2 separate regions of the Mus musculus genome follow, and region 1 is linked to region 2. A link is a contact called in public ChIA-PET data. All regions are on one chromosome and are shown on one strand. The core of a region is the stretch at or near the end of the contact, and the rest is flanking DNA. Distances in the headings are between cores, read along the strand shown. Region 1 overlaps Lcp1 (lymphocyte cytosolic protein 1). Region 2 overlaps Lrch1 (leucine-rich repeats and calponin homology (CH) domain containing 1).

Evidence for each region. ChIA-PET counts read pairs in DNA pulled down with a chosen protein or histone mark.
Region 1: an RNA polymerase II ChIA-PET map of effector CD8 T cells shows a contact between it and region 2, with 6 read pairs. The contact joins two enhancer-like sites. A contact is called at or near these places in 3 of 484 Hi-C or Micro-C datasets (CD4 T cells and LSK cells) and 1 of 115 datasets of contacts at active chromatin or transcription factors (effector CD8 T cells).

What each region holds. Positions count from the first base shown.
Region 1 is chr14:75,190,914-75,195,837 of GRCm38.p6, forward strand. The region is part of intron 2 of Lcp1 (lymphocyte cytosolic protein 1); the gene reads left to right. Among named protein-coding and RNA genes, the nearest start is that of Cpb2, 49 kb to the right of the region's middle. Within about 2 kb of position 1,543, at least 64 of the 459 cell types and tissues checked have an H3K27ac peak or open chromatin away from gene starts, as enhancers often do. A contact at or near this core is called in effector CD8 T cells, where this site is marked.
Region 2 is chr14:74,831,464-74,837,015 of GRCm38.p6, forward strand. It overlaps Lrch1 (leucine-rich repeats and calponin homology (CH) domain containing 1), which reads right to left. Exons shown (of 19, transcript NM_001252132.1): 3 at 4,186-4,312. Among named protein-coding and RNA genes, the nearest start is that of Gm52135, 16 kb to the left of the region's middle. Within about 2 kb of position 3,773, at least 24 of the 459 cell types and tissues checked have an H3K27ac peak or open chromatin away from gene starts, as enhancers often do. A contact at or near this core is called in effector CD8 T cells, where this site is marked.

The sequences.
Region 1 (4,924 bases), core at 293-2,792, 360 kb after region 2:
TAGTGAATTGAGTGGGCTGATTTCGGTATTTGGTATTCTTAGTTATGTATGTCTGTATTTCTGTACTTTGAGACAGGGTAGTCCTGACTGGCCTAGAATTTTCGCCATGTAGCAAAGGCTGATCTCAAACTCAAGGAGAGCTTACTGTCTCAGTATCCTTTGTGACAGGCTTGTGGGTCCATGTCACGATGCCTGCCATGCTATTTTCATTTTAGATAGGCCTCCTCTCTGCTCCTTTTTTTTTCCTTTAATTTGCAAAGGTCTGTGTTTAACCTTTTCCACTCCAGGAAATCCCACTATTACATTAATCATCATCTACGCGTTACATTCAAGACTTGACGTTTAAGCGTGGGCTTCATGAAGCACTAGCCTTTGGGGCTCCCATTCTTGTTCCTCTTTCTGCATCTCTCAGCAACTAGAGCAGAGCTTTATACAGAAACAACTAGGTGGGATTTCATTCCTGGATGAGTGAATGGTGGTGTATATTCAGACGATAACTTTAGATTGATCGATATCAGTTCTTTGAACAAACGTTTTGGGCATGGTTCTTAAAAATCCCTGTCCTAGAGCAAGATGAACAGTAGCTGTGGATTCCCAAGAGGCCAGTACCATGGGTAGCACTGTAGCCTAAGCAAGAAGAGGGGTGCCAGTGTACTATAGTACCCTCAGACTCCAGCCTGGTGTATCACCCTTGCTTACAAAGCTTGGGGTGGTTATCTTGGTAGAGAGCAGGGGTATTAGGGATGTTCAAGAAAGGACAGGCGGGGCCGTGCAGTCTCTTGAGTTGGAGATGGGGCTGGGACCTGTCCCTGTAACCTCAGAAGCCCCTTGATTGAATGGCCAACTTCTAGAGGCTTTCAGAGCGTGGTGAGCAGGCTAGAGTGCTGGGACCTGCTGGCTTTCCTAGCAGTGTCGGCCCAGCTGCAGCTTCACGGGTGACAGGCCTCCTTTGTCTTCTCCCCTAAGGCCTTCAGGTCAGAGGCTGGAAAGAAAGGTGTCGGTGCCCTAGAACAGCCTGTGGGAAACTGGTGCATTGGCAGAAAAAAAAAGTCAAATTTGAGGTTAAACTTGATAGAAGGATTTGTAAGATTCCCTTTAAGTGCCCATTTATATCTGAGACCATTTGTAATTGAATTCATTTTTAAAAAGGTATGTTTGGGTATTTGCCTGCTTGTGTGTCTGTGTACCAATTGTGCACCTGGTGCACGTGGAGGTCAAAAGAGGGAGCTGGGTCCCTTGGAACTGGAGTTACTGGAGTTACAGATAAATGGGAGCTGTCATGTGGGTGTTAGAAATCTAAACCCAGGTTCTCTGCAAGAGCAGCCAGTGCTCTTAACCACTGAGGCATTTCTACAATCCCTAAAACTGAATTGAAAAAAACAAAAACCCACAAAAAAAACCCCAAAAATCAAAAACAAAAAAACAAAGTCATTTAAAAGCTGTGTTTTTGGAGTCATCCTTTCTCTGAAAGGTGAACATAAGGAACCCGTATCAGTGACACAGAGTAAGTTGCGGTATATTCTTTGTTAGCTCTCCTAAGGGTGTTCCTGTGAAGCAGAGTCGGCAAGCAGCTTTCACCCTTTTAAACTGTACGAATGTTTTCTTTGGCTACAGAACCGTGTCACATCTTTGCTTCATATCTTAGTCACCTTAAGCTACTGTCAGCCCCGGTAGCTCCTGTGTTGCTTAGACAGTGCGTTTCTGATCGTTCACCGTTCTCGGAGGTCTCCGGAAGCTCTGTCATCCCCCTGGTGGATGCTGAGATCCCCTGAGGTTGCTCAGATGCAACTGGGACCAAGAGTCAGAAGTTTCCAGTTTTCCTTCACCTACAGAGTCAGATTGCAGAGAAAGTGGGGCACAGGCAGAAGTGTGCCTTGATCCTGTGATACGAGGTGGCAGATGCCTGGGACTCTAGCAGGTGGATAACTGGTCACTACTGTCCCTAACCTTAACACTGATGCACCCAGAGTAGCCTGCGTCACCACACCGGGACAGGCCGCTGCCCCCCTCTTTCTGCTGTTTTCACAATCAGTTCTGAAACCTGAGAAATCCCCACTCCTAAGTCCACACTCACTTAGAGGAGCCGTGTTCTTCTGCAAATCCCTCAGCACTGTGATCTGTGGTAAACACCTAACACGCGGTTTCTGCATCTGGTCCTTGGGCAATTTGAGTCAAAATTCTTCGGTAATAACTCATTCTCACAAACCTTGTTGTCTGTCGAGAAGGAGCAGACTTTGTGGCTTCGGCAGCTGGGGAGGTATTGAGCTAGTTTTAAAATTAAGTAAACAACAAACAGAAAAAAAAAAAAAACCTAGCGATCTCTTTAGCCAACTGTCTTGGGATTCTATGGCGATGGATCGAAAAGGCCAAAGTCCCCACGGGAAAGCAGAAGTGACCCAGAGAAATGATTTGAGATTCGTTCTCTTAGATCTAATGGTTTGGGTAGGGATCCATAAGGGAAGGTCCTGAGCTTACTGCTAGTTGAAATGCTTCCTGGCAGAGCATTGTTAGTTGGTGTGGTCATTAGAAAGGGACACGTGAGCTGGTGAGATGCCTCAGCAGGTAAAGGTGATTGGGACTCAGCCTGACGACCGGAGTTGGATCCCTGGGTCCCCACATGCTGAAAGAAGAGAAACGGACTCATTCGAGTTTTCCTCTTACCCCTACTTGTTCGATGTAACACACCCACAGCCATACACTCCCCCACACTAAATAAAATACAATTAAATGTTTTACCAAAAGGTAAGGCACGGGCAGGGTCTGGGGATATAGCTCAGTGGAAGAACACATGATTAATATATATAGGCCCTAGAAGCAAAAAGAATAAATAGTATGAACCATACTCACAACAGAGTCTGTAAAGCTCAATTGAAAGTACTCCCTCGTGCCCTGGAAGACACGTGCCTTCTTTCTTTTTGGGCTCCTGATACCCAAGTAGGAGCCTTTACTGCTGCCTATATGGTGCTAGTATTGCAAAGCGACACCTTCCCCTGAGGACCTGGATAATAGGTGGTGATAAGATAGTCCACTCCTTCTAACTGCAGGAATGAAAATGGGCACAGTCCCCTCAGGCAAACACATAAACTATGTACGATATCTAAAATTAGACACTACTGCAGCGATGTCCTTCTTAGACATGGCTGGTGTGCATGTTAGAACATTAATCATGTCCTGCCCCACGCTGGGGAAGCACTCTCCTTTCCACACCGCACTTGGTCTAATTAGCTGAAGAGTCTCCTCTCTGTCAAAGTCACTGAGACTTTTAGGGGTAACTTCACCCTCTCTCTTCTCTTCTCTGTATTGGGAACACCAACTGGAACGGCCTTGGAGCATTTGTGCACAAAGCATTTCACGTGGTTGCATGACAGTTTACCCCGTGCATAAATCAGAAAACTGTAATAAACTTCATCTGATGCTCCAGTCTCTAAAAGTGGAGCTGTTTTTCTAGGTCCTGCTCAGCATGAAGGTAAAAGAAACACAATGATTTGTGTAAGTCTGGGCCCTACACAGCCCACAGTGGCCACAGCAACTTAAGCTGTCAGCTCCAACCCTCTTACCAGCCCATTTCTTATACTGCTTAAGTACTCTTTTCTCCCCCCTTCTTTCCTCCCTCTCCCTTCCTCTCCCTCCCTGCCTCCATCTTTCTCTCCCTCCCTCCCTTCCTTCCTTTCTTTCTCTCTTCCTTTCTTTCTTTCTCAAAGCTATTGAACCAATGAAGACTTGAGGATTTTTAAACATGAAGTTATTTCCACTATTTTCATCTCCAAGTTGATCTTCCCACCCACAAACCTCTAAAGAGAATATTGTTAGGTGGTATGTTACATTATATTAGACATTTGTTCCTGACCAACATATTGGTTTTATTTTGTGGTTGTTTTGGTTTTTGTTGGTTTGCTTGTTTTGTTTTGCTTTGTTTTGTTGAGACAGGGTTCCCCTCTGTGGTCCTGGAACTCACTAGTTCAGGTTGGTCTCAAATTCAGAGATTTCCCCATGCCTCTGCCTCCTGAGTGCTGGGATAAAGAGGTATGCCACCATGCTTGGAGACATTTGGTATTTATACTAAAACATTTCTCCTTCATTATACCATGACCTTTGAAGGTTTTTTTTTTTCCCACTTCGATGGTTCTTCTATTGCTTCTATGGCTCTGTTCTTTAAAAGTTATTTATATTTTTATTTATGTATATGTGGGTGCCTGCATGAGTTTATGCACACCACGTTTGTACAGGTGAGGCCAGAGGACATCGGGGCCCCTGGAGTTGGACTTACAGGTGTTGCCGAGCTACCCGATGTGGGTGCTAGGAATCAAATACATCTCCTCTGTTAGCATAGTATGTGTTCTTAACTGCGGAGCCATCTCTCCAGTTCTCTTAGCTCTGTTTTTGACACAGTGCAATCTCATTTCTATTTCTACTTGAACTTCTCAGCAGTCTCTCACAGTGTCCAATAATCGGACACTCTTGTGTGCAAACCCAGGGCCAGGTTTAGATTCCACGACCCAGTTTACTCGTCTCAACCACAGTCCTTGTGCTGTGCTTTTCCGTTACTAACCAGGTCAGGCTTCCCTTGGAAGAAAGAGCAGGGCCTGACCTATAGTAGGCATTCATAAAATATGTGTGGAACGTAAGCACCTATGGACACCTATATACCAAGTGTGGGATGTCTAACAAGGAGGCCTGCCTGACAGCTGTAGAACCAGACTTGCTGTGGCCTCTAGGAATTGCCGCAGTGTGTTAGGGAGACCCTGCTATGAATGCGCATGTGCGGTGTTGGTCTTGTTGAGGTGAGATGAGCCAACTCAGCCATAGTAACTTAGTAAAGTTACAGCAACTTTCCTATAACAGAGGCCTCCATTGCATAACATGCAGAAGTGCAAACTTCCTCTTCTGCAATTCCCAGACAGGCTCATGATGTTCACATTCAATG
Region 2 (5,552 bases), core at 2,523-5,022:
GGACTCTCGTCAGAAGCTTGTCATCTGGCTCTTAGCTCAAATGCCCCACACAGCCAAACAGTGGTTGAAAGGTAAATAAAAACCCTGTGTGTCTGGTTAGGGCCTAGGGTTAGACCTTCTACCAGCATGACTGGATCCAGCCTGGTGGGCCTTCTGCTGTGAAGGCAGGCTCCTAAGTCAGGCCCTCTGTTCTTCTGCATGGCAGATGGGGATGCTCAGCCAGGGAGGACATGAGAGAAAGCAAGCAAAGCCAGCGAGGCCAGCAACCCACTCAAGTGCACAGCACCAGGGTGGAACTCCTGGGTCCTTGGCAAAGGTCTCATCTGTAAAAGGACCCGACTTTACTGAGCTGTTAGCATGCCAGTCTTCACAGCTGCTAGTCAACTGTAACATGTGGCCATGATAGAGCACCTCTCACCAGACACACCTCATCTGTCAGCAGGATCGGACAGAAAAAGAAGCACATTTCCAGAGATGGCTCGGCCAGTGAAACCCTTGTAAGGCATTGAATTTGTATCTCCAGCAACTGTGTTAAAAAGCTGGGCCAGAAGCAGCTGCCTGTAATCCCAGCCCTGGGAGGAGGGACGGGAACTAGAAGATTCCTGGGGCTTGCTGGTCAGCTAGAATAGCTCAGTCAGTGAGAGATCCCACCTCAAAAAATAAGGTAGAAGTCCCGGAGTCTGGCCTCACTCAGTAGGAGTCCTTATAGCAGGAGTATGAGGACCTGAGGCAGATCTCCAGAGTGAATCTCAAAGCCAAGTGTGGTGCTGTGTGTCTATCGTCCTCTGCACTGTGAGTGGAAGGCTAAGAGAGGACTGCTGGGGCCTGCTGTCCTGCCAGTCTTGCCGAAATACAGCGTCTAGGTTCTCCGAGAGATCATGTCTCCTGGGAATATGGCAGAGAGTGACAGAGAACCCTGAACATCCTTCTCTGGCTTCCCCATGCACGGGAACAGGCACATATGTTACGTGTACACACATAAATGCACTACCATACCAACACTTGTGCATACACAAACACACAGAGAGACACGTATGCAAATGGAGAACCCATTAAGGAAGACACCCAAGACTTATCTCTGGCCTCCAAATACATTTATAAACATGCAAACACACATACACACACAAGTTCAACAAGTTCCAAAGGTTTTAGTTGAGTTTAAGTGAGATTTAGTCTACAGAAGGCTACAGATGCTCGCAACCTGACCTGGTTCTACTGTAAGGAAACATTCAGACATGCCTATTTGTCCAGGGCCATCAAGGAGAAGGTCTCCGGCTCATCTGCAAGTTGTGGCTTGTCACAAGTTTAATAAGAAAGTCACAGCAAACTGTAATAAGGAATTCCAGAGAAAGAAATCACCATTTTCCACACCGCTGAGCTCAGTACTGGTGTTTGACTTTAATCAGCCACGTTGCTCCATCCCCTTAGGTAAGTAACTACGGAACCGGCTCCAGACTATAACATAGCAACGTGCTACCTGCCTTGCCTGGTTATTTTAAGGCTTTATGGAACGATGCCGGTAAATAAAATAGTTAACAGCCTACTAGAAACAGATGCTCAGTACATGTCAGCCTTCGCTCTTCTTCCCACGAAGCAGCACTTACACACACAATATCTAAGCTGCAAGATAAACCTCGAGAGATGGTTAGGAGATGATTCAGAGTGGGCAAGGGGGTCTGAAAGTTCTAGACTGATTTATCAGTAGTGACTCTAAATGGATCAGATACAGAGTTAAGATCCTATCAGTTGCCCTGCACCAGTGCCTGCATCAGATGGAAAATACACAGGGGCTGGAAAGAAGAATGGCTAGGTGTTGGTTGTCCAGGGTGTTGACCAGGTAGGCAGATGGCTGTGCAGGACAATAGCTGGGTGGGACAATGAGTGTGCTGTGCAGGGAGATGGGAGCATAGGTGTGGGGCAATGGCCATGTGGGGCATTGGCTGTGCAGGGAGCTGCCTGTGCGGGCTATGGCTGACATGAGATACTGTTTGTCTTAAGACGATAAGGTAGTTGTGTTGTGATGGCAAGGCTAGGACAATGTTCTGCAGCCTGACTTCCTTACAAAACTAAGAAGGAACAACTGCTTCCTTTCTGATGGATGAGGTGTCTGGCCTTTGTTTCTAAAGTGGTCGTGAACTCTGGGTGATGTTGGTACACACTTAAAAGTGGGTATGATTCTCTTCAGAACACTCTGACGTGAAAGTGTTTGAAACAGCTTTTCCAAAACAGCCAACAAACAATGCTTAGAGCCCAGTGGGCGGAGTGATTTCCTCAGCACTCGAGCCTTAAATGGTGAGTTTTCTGAATGCTCCGGGGAGTGCCCAACTTTACTTTTTAAAAAAAAAACAAATCCGTAATCTGTAACTACAAAAACAAAAGCCTTCTGCTCAAAAATGATATCTGGCTCTCCAGGGAACTCTCTCCCCAATTGATAACTAAAAATAATTTGACATGACACGGTTACCTATAGTAACACTACTATTTTAATCAAAAAAATAAATAAATAAAACTAAATCAAAGATAAATGAGGATGGATGGAAAATAATCTTTTTTTAGTCTTTGACCTTGAATCAAGGCTGGCCATATCACTTCTCCATGTTTAAGTAACGTCATTAGTATATTTTGCCTGCTTCACAAATAAATGTCATGCATGTTTGTTTGTTTGTTTGTTTTTAATTTTTTTTTAGTGTGTGCGCACACCACAGACCACATGTGGAGGTCAGAGGACAACTGTGGGACTCAGTTCTCTCCTTCTACTGTGTGGGTCCAAGGGACTGAACTCAAGTCATCGGTCTTGGTGACTTTTGGTGACTTGATGACTTGGTTTTTTTTACCCACTGAACCAGCCCACTGCATCCCCCCCCCAAATGTTCTTTACCAAAAGCACACTTGCCAAGACCCAGGGAGCTACAGAACAAAATACACCAAAGTTGCACAGCTGTCACATCAAAGTGGTGGCTCAGCCCTGTTGGCACTAAGCACTAGAGTGTGGTTGGTCCTATGTGTGGTGTGTGGCCCCTGCATGATACACACAGGACTTGGTAGGAAAGACTTAGTACAAACATTAGGATACAAACAGTGCCACCTGGATAGTTTTCTCTCATATACATACTGGAGGTCATAAGTTTGACCTATCTAGAGTTAAATATAATTTATAGCAAGGACTTACTTTCTTTTGTTTCTTTTAACTGTTTAAACATAGCCATACTACATTTAAACCACATTTTTTGTGTGTCCTGGATGTCTACTGAACAGTGCTATGGATGAGGGTGTTACAGCTCAAGCTGTCATCAAACAGTGAAACTTCTACAACACGCTGGCACTCTGACACCCTGTAACTTGCAGGCCCGAGGGAGATCGGTCTGTGGCTGTAAGGTGTAGGCCAGGAGCTGGCAACAACACAGGAGACCCCAGCAAAGATCAGCTCACTACAAAAGAAACACACAGCTTGTGTCCAGAACTGGAGACAGTTTTGTCCTGGACATGCCTAACTCCTTACAGGATCCCAGAACCAGGCTGCTTCCAGGCAGGCATGGTGCAGGAGGAGCTGAGAGTTCTACATCTTCATCTGAGGCAAACAGGAGACTGATTTCTAGGACAGGGTTTTAAAGCCCACACCCACAGTAACACACTTCCTCCAACAAGACCACACCCACCCCAACAAAGCTGCACCTCCTAATAGCGTCACTCCCTGGGCCAAGCATCTTCAAACCTCCACAGGGATCCTTTCAGGGATGGAGCCTAGCAGAAGATGATTGTAGCACTGGGCATGCTCTTAGACAGGGTTATCATACTGCTTACAGGATGGCACTAAGGACCAATGAGAGTGGACCATCATATAAGAGTAAAACTGGCCCCTCCCTCTCTTTGGCTTCCTGTCTAGCCATGTGCTCTTTCCCTCACACATTTGCTCCCAGCATGATGCTATCAGCTGTGAGGAAGGAAAGCCCGCAGCAGTGGCCAAACGGATCACACGTACTTTCAGCCTCCAAAACTGTATTCTAAAAATGTCTGTTGTATAAAATTCCCAGTCTCAGGTATTTTGTTAGAGCAATGGGGGGTGAGGGGGATGGGGGAATGATCACAGACTTCTCCTTTTTCCTTCTGTAACAAAGTCTTTCAGAGGACCTCTAACGCTTATAGTCGGTTAAACAAACAAGAGCATCTTAGAAATCAGTAACATACCAACTCCATTAACTGTTTGAGCTGACCTATCTCTTCAGGCAGTGATCCGAGCTTGTTGTTGCTTGCGATTAAGACTTTGAGAGGCAGACCACACAGGCAGGCGGGCAGGGCAGACAGCTGATTTCGACTGTGAAGACAATACAACAAAAACACACGTAAACAGAAAGGCCACGTCATGATGCTGCCTGGAAGTGGGCTCTCTTTTGTTGGCGAGTGCGTTTTCCTTTGGGTTACTGGAGATCTCTATGTAGGCCTAGCTGTCCTGGAAACCTCAATAGGCTAGGATGGCTTTAAACAGTACAATCTTCTCTCTCTGCATCCACAGTGCTACAATTACAGTCCCGCAGCACCATGCTCAACTGTGAACATTTTGCAAAAATAAAAACGCCAATTCTCTGTCTAAGAAGTCACTCAAATTTTAAATTTTAAGTGGGCAAGGGGGTGGGGTAAAAAAAACACATAAAAAAGAATGAAGGAGTGGATAGACAAGACTGGATAACAAGTATGAAAATGCAATTTGACGACTAACTTGAGGTTTCATTTATACTGGTCAGAATGGCCAAGGTGGATAAAACAAATGACAGTGCCTGCTGGTGGGGACACAGAGCTAGGGGTACACACATCCATCGTTGTTGGGAGTATAAACTTGTATAGTTCCTAGAGAAAGCAGTGTGGCAGTGGGAACTGACCTACCACAAGAACCAGCTATGCCTCTCTGGGCATATAACCAAAGGATGCCTCATCCTACCAGAGACACTTGCTGAGCCATGTTCATTGCTGCTATGTCCATAATAGCCAGAAACTGGAAACAACCTAGATGTCCCTCAGAGGATGGACAGATAATGAAAAAGTGGTCTCTTCGCACAACAGACTATTACTTGGCTATTTTAAAAATGAAATTCACAGGTAAATGAATAGAGCTAGTAAAAATTATTCTGAATGAGAGAACCCAGGCCCAAAAGAACAACTATGGTATGCATTTGCATATATGTGGATGTTAGCTAATAAGTTTCCGGTAAGCAGGGCTACAATCCATATAGCTACAGAGGTTAGACACAGAGTAAGAGACTGGGGGAAATAGAATAGATAGTTATGGGTTGATGGGGAAGTAGAGAGAAAGGGACCATCAGATCCCTCCTGTCAGGGCTCAGGGAACTCTGTGGAAGAGGAAACAAAAAGATTCTAAGAGCGAAAGGAGATGGAGGAGATGGAAACACCAAGAAAACAAGGCCTTCCAGATATAACAGGGCTGACATGCATGTGAACACACAGAGATGTGGCAGGAGGCATGAGGTCTGCACAGGGTTAAGCCAGATGGGGTCCCAGTGGTGAAAGCCGAAGTTCACACCAAGCTCCATCCCTAACCC